Regions from separate parts of the Mus musculus genome. Here regions 1, 3, 4 and 5 are each linked to region 2. A link is a contact called in public HiChIP or PLAC-seq and promoter capture Hi-C data. All regions are on one chromosome and are shown on one strand. The core of a region is the stretch at or near the end of the contact, and the rest is flanking DNA. Distances in the headings are between cores, read along the strand shown. Region 1 has its middle 89 kb from the start of Ccdc185. Region 2 holds the start of Disp1 (dispatched RND transporter family member 1). Region 3 holds the start of Fbxo28 (F-box protein 28). Region 4 overlaps Capn2 (calpain 2). Region 5 holds the start of Degs1 (delta(4)-desaturase, sphingolipid 1).

Evidence for each region. Promoter capture Hi-C pulls out the DNA fragments that hold promoters and counts their contacts. HiChIP or PLAC-seq counts read pairs in DNA pulled down with a chosen protein or histone mark.
Region 1: an H3K27ac HiChIP or PLAC-seq map of extraembryonic endoderm stem cells shows a contact between it and region 2, with 4 times the contacts expected there. The contact joins the enhancer-like site here to the promoter of Disp1 in region 2. A contact is called at or near these places in 7 of 484 Hi-C or Micro-C datasets (the HL-1 cell line, cerebellar granule neurons, cerebellum and 3 more) and 4 of 115 datasets of contacts at active chromatin or transcription factors (embryonic forebrain, embryonic stem cells, extraembryonic endoderm stem cells and 1 more).
Region 3: a promoter capture Hi-C map of pre-B cells shows a contact between it and region 2, with 8 times the contacts expected there. The contact joins the promoter of Fbxo28 here to the promoter of Disp1 in region 2. A contact is called at or near these places in 9 of 39 promoter capture datasets (the 3T3-L1 cell line, 3T3-L1-derived adipocytes, the C10 cell line and 4 more) and 2 of 115 datasets of contacts at active chromatin or transcription factors (pancreatic cancer cells and pro-B cells).
Region 4: a FOXA1 HiChIP or PLAC-seq map of pancreatic cancer cells shows a contact between it and region 2. The contact joins the enhancer-like site here to the promoter of Disp1 in region 2. A contact is called at or near these places in 1 of 39 promoter capture datasets (cranial neural crest), 5 of 484 Hi-C or Micro-C datasets (cerebellum, cortical neurons, muscle stem cells and 1 more) and 8 of 115 datasets of contacts at active chromatin or transcription factors (bone marrow-derived macrophages, cardiomyocytes, embryonic hindbrain and 5 more).
Region 5: a contact with region 2 is called in a promoter capture Hi-C map of pre-B cells, with 7 times the contacts expected there. The contact joins the promoter of Degs1 here to the promoter of Disp1 in region 2. A contact is called at or near these places in 2 of 39 promoter capture datasets (liver and pre-B cells) and 1 of 115 datasets of contacts at active chromatin or transcription factors (pancreatic cancer cells).

Annotation. Positions count from the first base shown.
Region 1 is chr1:182,659,291-182,662,063 of GRCm38.p6, reverse strand. No RefSeq gene overlaps it. Among named protein-coding and RNA genes, the nearest start is that of Ccdc185, 89 kb to the left of the region's middle. Within about 2 kb of position 1,478, at least 2 of the 459 cell types and tissues checked have an H3K27ac peak or open chromatin away from gene starts, as enhancers often do. A contact at or near this core is called in extraembryonic endoderm stem cells, where this site is marked.
Region 2 is chr1:183,220,172-183,222,871 of GRCm38.p6, reverse strand. It overlaps Disp1 (dispatched RND transporter family member 1), which reads left to right and starts at 1,343. Exons shown (of 10, transcript NM_026866.3): 1 at 1,343-1,549.
Region 3 is chr1:182,340,290-182,342,989 of GRCm38.p6, reverse strand. Fbxo28 (F-box protein 28) reads left to right here and starts at 1,384. Exons shown (of 5, transcript NM_175127.2): 1 at 1,384-1,667. The coding sequence starts at 1,401.
Region 4 is chr1:182,498,603-182,501,328 of GRCm38.p6, reverse strand. The region is part of intron 2 of Capn2 (calpain 2); the gene reads left to right. Among named protein-coding and RNA genes, the nearest start is that of Capn2, 18 kb to the left of the region's middle. Within about 2 kb of position 1,443, at least 32 of the 459 cell types and tissues checked have an H3K27ac peak or open chromatin away from gene starts, as enhancers often do. A contact at or near this core is called in muscle stem cells and pancreatic cancer cells, where this site is marked.
Region 5 is chr1:182,281,482-182,284,181 of GRCm38.p6, reverse strand. It overlaps Degs1 (delta(4)-desaturase, sphingolipid 1), which reads left to right and starts at 1,381. Exons shown (of 3, transcript NM_007853.5): 1 at 1,381-1,560. The coding sequence starts at 1,479.

The sequences.
Region 1 (2,773 bases), core at 229-2,728, 560 kb after region 2:
GAGTTCATAGAACTCAGTTGCCTCGAAGCCTCTTGTCCCGGAAGACCCCAGGGTCACAGGCTATGATGATTACTCTTGGCTGCCAGCTTGACGACATCTGGAATAAACTAAAACTCAAAATTGGCTGGGCGTACCTGTGAGGAACATTTTCTTAATTAAATAATTTGGAGTGGGAAGATCTAGTTCTAATCCAACTCTTTGAGGTGGGAAGACCCACCTTTAGTCTGTCATACCTTCTGCTGGAAGCCTCTATAAAAGGCATGGGAGAAGAAAGTTGCTCTCAAAGAGCCTACTTCTCTGAGATTCTAGTGTATATGAAAGACCAGCTGAGACATCCAGCCTCGCGGACTGAACAGCTACTGGATTCTTGGGCCTTATGTTTACAGGCAACCATTGTTGGGTTAGCTGGACCACAGCCGGTAAGTCATTCTAATAAATCATATATATATATATATATATATATATATATATATATATATATATATTCACACACACACACACATATATATATGATATGTATGTAATAAATCATGTATATATGTGATATATATGACTATATGAGATATTTCATATATATTTCCATATATATAATCCCATATATATATAATCTCTATAAAGAGATTCCGATTCATTCTACAAGTTCTGTCACTCTAGAGACCTGACTAATCAGTTTGTCAGAACCTATGTTTCAGGACCTTGTCTGGTGTGCCCCACTGCCTTTAGTACATGGTGCCATATGACCTTTGATTATGGTCTATTTCACACCTTCTGTCTGGAAGTGGGATGGCAGAGGATCAACCTCCTTGCTCTGTATCGGGTACGGTTCAAACAGGAAACCAGAAGTCTTTGTTATTTTAATCAGAAAAGATAATGGAAGGAATGCTTTTGGCCAGCCCTGTGCGTATTACCACACCGATGCCAGAAAACATCTGTGTCCTGAGCTTGGGTGAGGAGACCGGAGCTCCATGCTATAATTCCCGGACTGATTTTAATCTGTTTCCACAGTAAATCACAGCCGTGACCGTAATAGCTATCAGTGCAAGGCCTTCTAGAAGCTTCTAGAACCCAACAACTGGGATTCTGAGACCTTTCTAAACCCCCAGCTAAAGCTGGAGAGAGGATATCAGAGCCTCTGTCCCTGTAGGTTTGCAGTTGACATGCTCACTTAGGCAACAGATGCTGGACCGATTCTTAGACAGGCCAGAGGATAATAGTCCAGTCTGACAGCCCTTGCCTACCCCAGAGGTTCATGCTTATTTCATAGTAATGGTATCAAAGATCACAGAGCCCTGCCACTGCCTCACCATAGGCAGTTGTAAGCCTTCGTGTCCTGAGCTTGGGTTGCCCAGAGATGACACTGGCCAGAGAACAGAATTCTGTGGAAAACTCCATGTTAGCCAGAGCTTCCCTGCTGTTACCACGATGAGGGGAAAAGAAGGAGTTAATCTGCACTGTGGCTTCCAAACTTAGTTCCAGGATATCTTATCGCCAGGGGTGAACCATAGTAGTCAGAGCTCTGTAAACAAGAGGGTCAGAAGCAGATTCTACGCTTCCTGAGAAGAGAGAACAGATGTCATGCGCCAATCCACAGATGCACCGTGAGGGTCAGTTCTCAAAATTCCACTTTCTAATCTTCAACTACCACATGCCTACTAGAGAGGAGGGTTTGGGACGTGAGGCTAGGTTTGGAGGCACTGTGTGGTAAATTCTGCACATGGTCCTTTTCCTCAGAGTAGCACAAACTTCTATATGAGTTTCAGCCTGGGGTGGTCTGAATGAGAACTGTTATTCCCTAGGCTTCAGTATTTGAACTCTTGGTTAGCCCTGTTTGGGAAGCTTTGGGTGGGTGGCATTGCCAGCGGAAGTACATCACTGGGAGTGATCTTTAGGTCCTCAGATTCCTGCTGTGACTGCCATATCTACTGTTTGCTGCCATGCCTTCCCCCATGATGGTCCTTAGTCCTCTGGAACCATAATCCAAAATAAATTCTTTCTCCCGTGAGTCCCCTTGGTCACAACATTTTATCACAACCGAAAAATACTAACGCAAGCCCCAAATACCTGTTTATATTGCATTAGATCTATGATAACCAGGGCAACAGCAAATACCTGGGATGACGAAGGGATGAGAGAATCCGAGTTCTGCCCCCAAGTTTGTCTTTGAGAATAATAGAGGTGATTGAAGACCCTGATATTCAGGCAGGACCACAGGCAAAAGGATTCAAAAGTCCTATTTACCGGGCTGGTGAGATGGCTCAGTGGGTAAGAGCACCCGACTGCTCTTCCGAAGGTCCAGAGTTCAAATCCCAGCAACCACATGGTGTCTCACAACCATCTGTAACGAGATCTGATGCCCTCTTCTGGAGTGTCTGAATATAGCTACAGTGTACTTACATGTAATAAATAAATAAATCTTTAAAAAAAAAGTTCTATTTACCAAATCTTAAATTACTAGAACAATCCAATGAATAGATAAATATTCATGTGGTTAAAAGATACCTGGCTCACACACTAAGTTAATGGTAGAAATCTCTAGATATTTACCACTTACCACTTGTCAAAACAGAAATTCCAACGTGTTAGGAACAATCGTTAGTTGAACACCAGTTATGAATGCCAGGAGACTACCTCAGAAATATTTGAGGAAAGCTCCAGAGAACTGTAATTTGCCTTACACACTGTTCTATGGGAGTCTCTTCTTGTACAATAAGACTGAGCTGTAAATCACAGGTATGCTGTTGCTTGGTGAATTCTCTTCAGGGCCTGACAGGAG
Region 2 (2,700 bases), core at 94-2,593:
TTGAGCTAAAACGCCCAGTCTCAGGTTTTTCTTTTCTTTGTTAGCTAGGACAGTCACTCTGGGCAACCCCAGGATCCGCTGTTTTGTCTATTCTAATGGTGACTCCATTGACTCTGTTGTATGAAATTTGAAGCTAAAATATTTGGTATAAAGTTGTCTTAGTTAGGGTTCCATTGCTGTGAATAGACACTAGGACCAAGGCAAACATTTAATTGGGGCTGGCTTAGAGTTTCAGAGGTTCAGTCCATTATCGTCATGGCAGGAAACATGGCAGCAGCCAGGCAGACATGGTGCTGGTAAAGGAGCTGAGGGTTCTGCATTTTGCCTTTCTTCCATCCTGGGCAGAGCTTGAGCACTAGGAGTCCTCAAAGCCCACCCCTACAGTGACACATGTCCTCCAACAAGGCCACACCTTTTCTAACAATGACATATCTTCTAATAGTATCAATCCCTGTGGGCCATGCATTCAAACACGAATCTTTGGGGGGGCCAAATCTACAAACCACTACGAAAGTACAGCAACATCTGGTCTTGTCTATGTTTTTTTCTTGCCTTTGAGGTCTTGGACTTTAATTGACTGTACTTCTATGCAGTTGCCTGAACAAGACAGGCTCTTACTTTCTGGTATACTGCTATGCATGTCCTTGCCTACTTTAACTCTTATTTGTTCTTTAATTCAGTCTCAACTGAAATTGTTATTTATAGTCCGTCTTCTTGCTCAACTCTACACACCATACCATTCCCACAGCACTGCTGTGTTACAACAAATTGTGCTTCTTGTAGGGTTACAGCCTGTGCTCCAACACACCAGGTTCAGCCACCTATCCTCAGTAAGCCAATTAAAGGACCCAAATTAATAGTAAAAAGCAGAAAAAGAGAATTATTCAAAATTGCTACATTGTGAAGGATAAGGAGATACAAGAGTCCCCAGCCTTGACTTCAATGCCTCTTAGTTATCCTTAGAGTCCTGACATGAAAGTAGGTTTTAACAAAAAACAAGAGCTAAAGATAACTAGACAGTGTGTCAAGGTGTGGTTCTCCGTCTACCATTTTCTTGTTTCATGAGTGATGGAGAAAAGAAACAGTCTGAATGAATTAAATAAAACATAGTCCTTCGCGGTGTCTGATTAGCTACTGCTTTTGTTTAGCTCAACTTTCAACCAGAATGTGGGCTCAGAGGTCGGTCTCAGAGTCATCTAGTGGACACCTGGCCCAGCATTTGTAGACTGGCTAAGTGACAGCTAAGACGGAGACAGGAGATGCATGTGCCTCTGCACCCCAGCCCAGCTGCAGCGGCTTTGAGTAGCAGGAGGCCTGGGCCCATAGCCGGAGGCGGGACTTCCGGTCCCGCTGGCGACCGCGGCCCGCGCCAGGCGGAAGCGCGGCTCCGGGCCAGGATCCGCGAGCTCCGGCTGGAGCAGAGTTCGGAGCCTCAGTGTCCCGGACGCCCGTGGTCGGTGTGGATGCTTCTCGGCGCTGCGTCCCCGCGGTCCGGGGAGGCCGAGGAGGCACGCGGGAGTCGGCGCGGCGGGAGAGCAGGGATCTCGGGGTGAGGACGGCTGGCGGCGGAGGGTGGCTGCGAGGGGCTGAGGAGGCCGAGGTGACATCTTCCATGGGGGTGTGTCCGCGTCCCCAGGCTCGTAGGGAAGGTGGCCCGAGATGGCCTTGGGGGGCTTGCAGGGAGACGCTCCAGAGGCAGCTCTTTTCACCCTCGGGGTTAAAGATGAGAAGGACGTCTTGACCTAACTCATCTGCGAGATGAGCAGCCAAGGCTTGCATGCTCAGCATTGCTTTCTTTGCAATACATTGCTTTCTTTCTCTTAAGACTTCTCCCCTCTTCCAGTGGTCTTCGGAGGGGAATACCCAACATTCGTAGGGAAAACCTGAACTCTTACTCACTTAGCTCCCGTTCAGGCTTTGTCAGACTAATAGGACTTTAGGTCTTTGATTCAGACAAGCAAGCCCACTGAAGTTTTCATTTTAGACTCTTCTCTACCTTGCGGAGTTCAGGTTGTCCCACTTCCTTTGTCGTGGAGTGAGCTTGTAAGTATCTGGACAAAGCTTGCACCTTCATGTTTGCACTTTATGACTTACTGTTTGCTTCTCAATGGGGTGACACATTTTTAGATGTTAAATAGATTGGATTCTTGCCACACACTGAGCATAACTAGGCAAAGCCAGAGTACTGTCACTGATGGAGGCTGGTGTATACTGATTGCTTCAAGTGTTTCCCTTCCCAAGAGTTACAATCTTAATTTTATCCCCCGGTATTTGCCAGTACTGGTAACTTACATCTTACTTGGTGGTCTGACCTGAACTACTTGAAGAAACAAATACAAACATACAAACAAACCAGAAAGCACTGTGCATTTATCCATAACCCGGTATCTCACTGACTTACTTGAGATTTGTGCTGCAGTGAGACAAGTTATTATAAGAACGGTTTGTTGGGTGGCACAGCTGATGTAATGCAGGATGCACCTAACATAGTGCTTTAACATATTAATGAAGACATTGAAGGCAGTCTTCTGAAGTCATGGGGCTAACTGTTGGGTTGATTTCTTTTTGCATCTCTTCATTTCTTTTTTAAGTTGTTTGTTTTTATGTGTATGGGTGTTATTGCCTGCATGTATGTCTGGGCACCACATGTGGGCCTGTTGTTCTCAGAAACCAGAAGAGGGCATCACAGTGCCTGTCTCT
Region 3 (2,700 bases), core at 135-2,634, 880 kb after region 2:
GGACTATAAGCAATCACTGTCTACTAGTGACACGCCTCCTTCAGCTAGGCCCCACCTCCCAAAGAAACCCCAAAGCGCAAGGCCAACTCAGAACTGAGTGTTCAAATATCTGAACTTGTAGGAAACAATCTTACCCAAACCACCACCAAGTCCAACCTGACTTTGTTTACTTCAGATGCAGAGTGTGTATTTTTATGCATGAAATAATACTACATTATGCTGGGTCACCTATGGGGCGTCCTAGTAAGAGGCACGTGATGATCTTTCCTCCCACAACTTGTGGTGGTACTCCTAATCATGTGATTATAAGCCTGTTCCCTGAATTTCTGTATCATACCTTTCTTATTTTGTGATTAATGCATTACATGAGAAGTGGGTTATTTTGAGACTACGTGCTACACCTTACCACAGGCTTGTCTTCTGGTTTTAGCATCTTTTCATTGGTTCTCACCTAAATTGATTCACAGAGAATAAAAGTCTTTTTTTTTTTTTTTTTTTTAAGCACACAATTCAGGTACTGGAGAGATGGCTTAGAGGTTAAGAGCACTGGCTATTCCTCCAGTGAGAAACAATGCACCCATTAACTGTCTGTTGTCTTCCACACTTCCCTTATTCCCAACTTCCACCAACCACGAATCCACTCTGTTTCAGTTAAGCAGTTGTAAACCAGCCAGTTGTTGGTGCTGGAAACCAAAGGCCAGTGTTGGTGCTGGAAACCAAAGGCCAGTGTTAGTGCTGGAAACCAAACTCGGGTCTTCTGGAAGTGCACCAAGTGTTGTAAGCTCGCTTGTGCTCTCTCTCTCTCTCTCTCTCTCTCGCCCCTGACTCTATGGACCTGCCTACATAGGGCATTTCACATAAAAGTAGTCGTATGGTGTGTGACTCTGTGTTTTTATTTCATTAATGTGCTTTCAGGGTTTACCTGTTGTCTTGTAGTTTTAAACTAGCGGTGTTTTATTCCTTTTTATATGCTGCAATTATCACTGTGACTCTTGGGAGATGCTGATCTAAATACAAATTTCCGTCTAAACTTATGAAGGTGATATGGTTTTTATCATCCTTTGGCGAGTTGCTTTTAAAGAAAACTGCTCCATTGTCGTTCCTTTTATCAGATGAAAGGGACTATGACGACCGCCTTTCTTAGGGTTTGCGGAATCCTTGCTCGTTTCCACTCTAACAAGGCAGTCTCCGATTTTAAAGAGCTACAACGACCACCTCTCTTGAAGTGTGCACTATCTTCCCTCCTTTCCGATGGACGCACCGAAAGCTCGCCTCTCTTTCCAGCTGTCATCCCACGAGCTCCTCCCTCTCCTTAAGCTCCCCCCCCCCCAGGAGGAGGAAGTGACGCACAGGAAGTGTCCCGATCCCCTTACATTGGAGGAAGGAATCAAACTCCCAAGATGGCGGCGGCGTCTGAGGAGCGGATGGCTGAGGAAGGAGGCGGCGGCCACGGCGACGGCGGCTCCTGTTCGGCTGCCGGCTCCGCTCAGCGACAGCCCCCGGCGCCCCCGTCGCAGGCCCCGCCGCCCGGGTCCCAGGCACCCGCCGCGCCCGCGCTGGCACCGGACCACCTGCCCCAAAACAACACACTGGTGGCGCTGCCCATCGTAGCCATCGAGAACATCCTCAGCTTTATGTCCTACGACGAAATTAGCCAGCTCCGCCTGGTGAGGGCCGAGGCCTGGGGAGGACCGGCGAGGGCGGCGCGTTCCTGGGGAGGGAGCCCCGCCGGCTCGGGACACGGAGCGCGCGCGTCCCCGGCAGCCGGGAAGTGGCGCTGGCGACGGCCGGCGGGGTGCTTGCTGCTGCCGCGCTGGCATCGCGACCGCCGGGCGGGCGAGGCTCCGCTCTGCGCCTCGCCCCGCCCCGAGGGTCTCCTCGCCCCTAGCCCGGGACGCGCCCGCCTGCGAGAAGTAACGGAGCGGGGCTTGGTGCCCTCCGCCCGGCTGGACCGGCGACAGGGACTCCCGAAGGGGCAGGCGCCTGCCTCGACTGCCCGCTCGGGCTCTGGAGTTCACTCCCAAGTGGGCAGAGGATCCCAGCCAGGCTTGGGTTGTGTTGCAAGAATAGTGTGTATTGTCCCTCCAACCCAGGCTTTCTGCTTGAAAAGGATGAAGGGGGTTTGGCTGTCCCCCCCCCACCCCCCCCCGCTCCCCCTTGAGCCCCAGTTGCGGTTCTAAGATTGCAGTTGTGTTGTGCGTTTAAAACCCCAGAGCCTTAGTTGCTCACTAAAGTAGAGCCCTGGGAGATGATGACCTGACTGGCTTTGCCTCCCTGACACTCCTTACTATAGCGAAGCAACTTGTCCCCTTGTCAAGCTATTACCCCCTCCCGCTTGTTTGCTTTTTTTTTTCAAATGTGCTTCAAGCCCACCCTCCTGCAGTCGGAGTGGTTTACTTATTATACCCTAAAAATAACACATTGTCCTAGCCAAAATTTAAAAAGAAAAAAAATTGCCATTGGAATTTTACTACATCCCTGAGGTTTGACCGAAGATTTGATGAATTACTTGGTTCAGGAAGATATCTCACTTCCTACCGGGGTATTTCCCCTTAGGTGGTTAGGAAATTGGAGGAGGTGGACATTTTGAAGTGGTTGTGAGCTGGTTTGATGTAGTCACTTAAATGTGCTCGGGATTGTTGATAAAAGGACAAAGACATCTTTCTGAATGTGCTGTGTGTGGCGGTTACTTATTCATCG
Region 4 (2,726 bases), core at 194-2,693, 720 kb after region 2:
AGTTGGTGTAAAGAGAAACTAGATTTCCCCTGAAAATTTGGTCTAGTGAAACAGGGAGTGGGGCTTTCCCTGTAGGAGCCCCTCTTGGCTCTTAAGCAATTATGCAAACATGGCTTTGACCTCAGTGCCGGCCTTGACCTCCACATTGACCTCGACCTCAGTGCTGACCTTGACCTCCACATGGACCCTGACTTCAGTGTTGACCTTGACCTCTGTGTTGAGCTTAATGCCATTGCTGACCTTGACCTCAGTGCTGGCCTTGACCTCCATGTTAACTTTGACCTCAGGGCTGACCTTGACCTCCATATTGACCTTGACCTCTGTGTTGACCTTGACCTCCATATTGACCTTGACTTCCATGATCCGGTCCCTTTGTTTGGACAGCAGCACTTTCTGCAACTTTGGAAGCACTGCCAAAGACTTGTCCAGAATCGTGAGACAGAGCTATGGCACAGCACTGTCCCCTCCCTCTCTCACTCCCACCTCAGTGGCAATCCCTGCCCCTCCTCCCCAAGCCCTCTGCCAGCTTCACACCTCCCAGAACAAAACTGCCAAAGGTGACTAAGGCTTGCACGGGATGAAAAGAAAGGCGGCAAAGTTCACCCATTGTTAAGCGGCAGCAGCATCAGGGCCAGACCTAGATTTCTAACCACATTTGTGTGTATCCGTCGGCCTCCAGTGGGCCAACTGGGTCTCTCTGGCTTAGTTTCTCACCACCCAGGCTGGGCCAGTGTCCCTGCCCAAAGTGACTGCTGCCCCTCCAGCCTTAGTGTCCAAGGCTCCTGGGTCATGGACTCAGTGGGCAACTGTCATGTCTGTTTTGTTTGCCTCCTGTTTAGCCGATGGGACAGAGTGGTGCCTAGGACAATGTGAGAAGGGCGGGTCACACCCAGGGAAGGAAAGGCCACAGGAAGGGAGAGCCTGGGCCAAGGAACAAAGTGAGCCGAAGCTACAGGGGGCTGAGAGGATAAAGAACCTAGAGTCTGAAGAGTCTGGAGGCGTGGTGATGAGGCTTATGGTGCCTTCTGGTCCTGGAAGACAAACAGGTGTGTGGAACATGCCAGAGAAGTGAAAAACTAGAAACAGAACAGAGGAGGCCAGGTCTCGGGCAAGAGGCATGAACTCTGCCTGCAGCAAGACACACCCTGGATGGGAACCCTGGAGGACTGCACCACAGGAAGTCAGAATTTTTTAGTGTGTCCCCAGGTAAAAGATGAAGGGGGCCAGGCTGGCTGTGAGACCCTCGGCCACTCCCCTGGCCACAGTAATGTCCTTTCAGTGCTGGTTCTAGACTCGAGAACCCCGCCTCCCCCACCTTCCTCAAACTGTCAGTCATTTTACCTCAGAGTTTTATAATCCTAAAGTAAATATGTGTAGCCCAAGTCTGGTCTCTCTATTTGGATGGAGATATTCTATCTCTGTTTTGTCACAGAAACAAAGTCCAGTGGGAGTAGATGACAGGACACAGGAGGCCTCTGGGGCTCAATCTGAAGTTTTGGTGTCATCCGGGATGATGTGAGGCAGCCTGGGTGACAGATTGGCATTCTGTAGACAGTGGTCACAGGCGGCTCAGTAACCTCCGGGCTAAGCATGGACATGGTCAACAGCTGCCAGCTCCCACCCTGGGGAGGCACAGCCTTGGGGACTCTCATGAGCGATAAGTGCTACAGTGACCTGTCTCTGACCCTTGTCCCTGCCCTTGTCCCGGGTGCTGGACAGAAGCCAGTATGAGGCTCTCCGGGCAAGAAAGACAGACTAGAGATGGTCTGTCACAGTTGTACAGCAGCCAAGGCAGAATTTATATATACATGTGCCTCTCCATTCCCAGGGTACACAGCCAGCAGTGTAAATACAGACAGTGCAAACATGATAGCTTTAAAGAAAACCAAGCAGCTATAAAGGAAATGCATTCCAGAGCCACACAGATGCTAGACAACTGTAATCTCGGCACTTGGGAGGCTGAGGCAGGAGGATTGCTGTAAATTTGAGACCAGTCTAGACTATTAGTGAGTTTTAGGTCAGCCTGAGTTACAGAATTGCAGACCTTAACTTAATAGAGAAAGAGAAATGTCCAGAAGGAAGAGGGAGCCCCAACCCAGAGAGAAAAGCATAAGTACAGTCAAGGGCGCTTCACTGTAGCAGGTAGCCCTGGGCTGAGGGTACAGAGGGTCTGTGTTCACTGTAGCAGGTAGCCCTGGGCTGAGGGGAGAGAGGGTCTGTGGCTCCCTCACCAGCCAGCCTAGCCTAAGTAGTCCAGTGAGAAAGCCTGCCTCAAAACGCAGAAAGGACGGCACCTGAGACTGCACTGCACACACATACACAGCCTTCTGCTCTTGTGTATACACATAACACACACACAGGCACACTCTCCTGCTCTTGTGCATATGCACACACATGAACTCTCTGCTCTCTTGTATGCACACACACACATACATTCTTGTGTATGTCACATAGCGCATACATACACACACATGTGCACACACAAATATATACAGAAGACAGAGCCTTCTGCTCTCATGTAAATGCACACACATGAAAACACACATACCCAGGCACAGACACAGCTTCCCGTTACTATGTATGCACACGCATGAACACACACACACACACACACACACACACACACACACACACACACACACACCAGTTTTCCCTTTTCTATTAACTGTATCTTTATTTTTCTAGTAAGCTTGGCCTTTTGCTCTTTATATACTTAAAAAAAAAAG
Region 5 (2,700 bases), core at 132-2,631, 940 kb after region 2:
ATGGTTCCGTATTTGAAGAGTTCCTACTGCTCTTGCAGAGTTCAGTTTCCAGCACCCATGGAAGGTGGGGTGTCTTTCAACGGCATGTAACTCAGCTCCAAGGGATCTGACACCCTTTTCTGGCCTCTGAAAGCAACTGCACCCAGATAGATAGATCTTTAAATAACATCACATCATTTTAACCCTTCAGAATAAATAAGACTGATACATCACAGCTGGCTAGTTTATCCTTTAAGTCCCTGTTAATTTGTTGGTTTTTTTTTTCTCCTTTATTAGAGAACACAAAATTCCCATATCGTTTCCTACAGTGAGATCTTGCTGATGGTATCCCATAGTTTAGCAGATTCCTCTGTAGTTTGTAGTTTTCTATACATGAGCAGTTGTACTTCCAAGACTTGTCAGACTTGGATGTCTGTCTCTCTGTGTCCCCACCTCTCCCGTTGTGGTATGCATGTGCAGTGGTGTGTGTCTGTGTCTGATTTATACTCATGACCACTTGGCTTCTTTAGGAAAGTCATCTGGTCTGCTAATCCCTAATCCTGTAATCTTAATCTTAATTAGCAGTTCCTTTCACTTCCAGGCTCCACGGAGAAGCCAGGGCTCTTAGTCCATCCACCTGCTCGGCCCGTGCTCCAACTCTGTGCCACACCTCTAATCCCTAAACCTCGTAAGTGAAGAAATGATAGGCATTTTGAAATCAAATCTCCCCTGCCTCCCACAGGAAGTTGCGGGTGATCACTTCTGTGACACGGGAAGATGCATGATTGAGCAACCATTAGTGTAGGGAAACATCAGAACCACCAACTCCACCCCATCTCTCCCTTCCCTTTTCTTTACTGCATTGTTCAGACAAGTCTGAAATTCCACTGGGAGGCAAGGGCAGGCCCACCGGCTGGAGGATAACCTAGGCTAGGTAGTGAGAACCTACTTCAAGAAACAAAAGCAAACATATGGGGCGGGAGGGGTGAGGAGGGGCGAAGACGGGAGAGAGGGGAGAGAAAAGCAAAGAGAAAAAAAAAACTTTTTTAAAAATTAGATTTTAGTTGCCACACACTCCAAATCTCTGGAGGTTTTAGTTCCAGAAGGCAACCAAACAGGGCTCGACAGATAATTTGCTATTAAAAGTTAAGCGAAATATGGGCTCGTTGCCACTTAATCAAAGCCAGTGATCTTCCGAACTCAAGGAGAGGTAGCCACCCCATGTACTCCACCCACTGAGGCGCTAAAGCGAGAGCCTTATCCAGCCGCAAATCTTTCCTTCTCTTTTCACCTTTTCCCAGGCTTCGTGAGCCTACAAGGTTCTTGGCTGCCGACCCAGGTCCCGCCCATCGCCTCCCACGAGGGGCGTGGTCATTGCGGGGCGTGGCCTGAGGCCCCGCCTCTGCCCGCGTCCCCGCGGCTTATCGACTAGAGCCGGGCCTCGAGCTGCCGCCGTCCGGACACGAGCCGGAGGCAGAGCGGGTCCACAGGCCGCAGCCATGGGTAGCCGCGTGTCCCGAGAGGAGTTCGAATGGGTCTACACGGACCAGCCCCACGCCGCCCGGCGCAAGGAGATCTTAGGTGAAGACTGGACCCCGTTATGTGCGCGTGGCCGCGTGCGGGCCCTGAGCGGCCTCCCGTGCGCGCCGTGCGAGCGCGGCCTCCGCGGCCCCTTCCAGCCGCTCCGCTGCTTGGCCGCCGGCGCGGGCTCCGGGCGGGCGGGAGAACCGAGGGATGAGGGATCAGCGCGCCGCCGCTCGCTGCTAGCCCTTCGATGGTCATGTGTTGGAGGCCTCCGCCGGCCTGTGAGCTGAGGGTCCCCAGGTAGGGCGATCCGGACTCGCCCCTCCTGCTCCGACAGTCGAGGGTGACCCCCGCTCCTGGTGGAGCGGTAGGCTCGAGCCCGGACGCCTGCTTGGCTCAGGGCGTGGTCCAGGGGCATCCCCGGCCCCGGGAGCCTCAATCACGTGGTCCAGTCAGCTGCAGGCCTAGCGGGGGACCAGGTTCGGGTGACCCTAGGCTTCCCAGACCGGATGGCTCCTGTGAGTTTTTATTCCAGTGATCTGCGGGACCGGCTGCATAGGAAAGGCGCGCAGCTTAGCCTCCCGGACCTTAGGACAGGCTAGGCCTGATTTAGGAGAGTATGGGGGGCGGAGGGGGGGTTTCCACGTGAGATAGAGAGGTCTCTTATCCCACGTAGGCTGCTCTTAAGAATAAGGACAAATTGTTGGGTATGAGCTTTGCATATATGAACCAGTTCAATTTTTCCTTTCCAGTACTTTGCCTGAGCCGGCATTTTAAAAGATGAAGTAATGTTTAAGAAGATTCCAACATCTTCATAATTAGACTGCAGCCAAAGAGTCTGCCTTTTTTCTTTTCTTGGTGCTAGATATAGAAAGTTGTTTTAGTTTGTTTGTTTTGATTTAATTGAGAGAATCAATGAAAGGCCTTTTAATATGAGGAACTGCCTCATATCCACCATTTTCACACTCTTTCTTAAAAATATTTGCCTAATGGGGGAGGGGGCGGCGAGGCCCTGGTTTCTGCAGTAGTTGCTAAACTTAGACATTACTTGTTTCGCAAATCAGAGTGACTAGCTGCCGTTCAAATGGACTTTATTTTTCTAGTGGAATTCACGTTCAGGGGATCCCTGGTGCTAGTAAGTTCTCTACCATTGAGCTGCACCCCTGACTTCTGACCTGGAACTTAAATTGAGTGAGC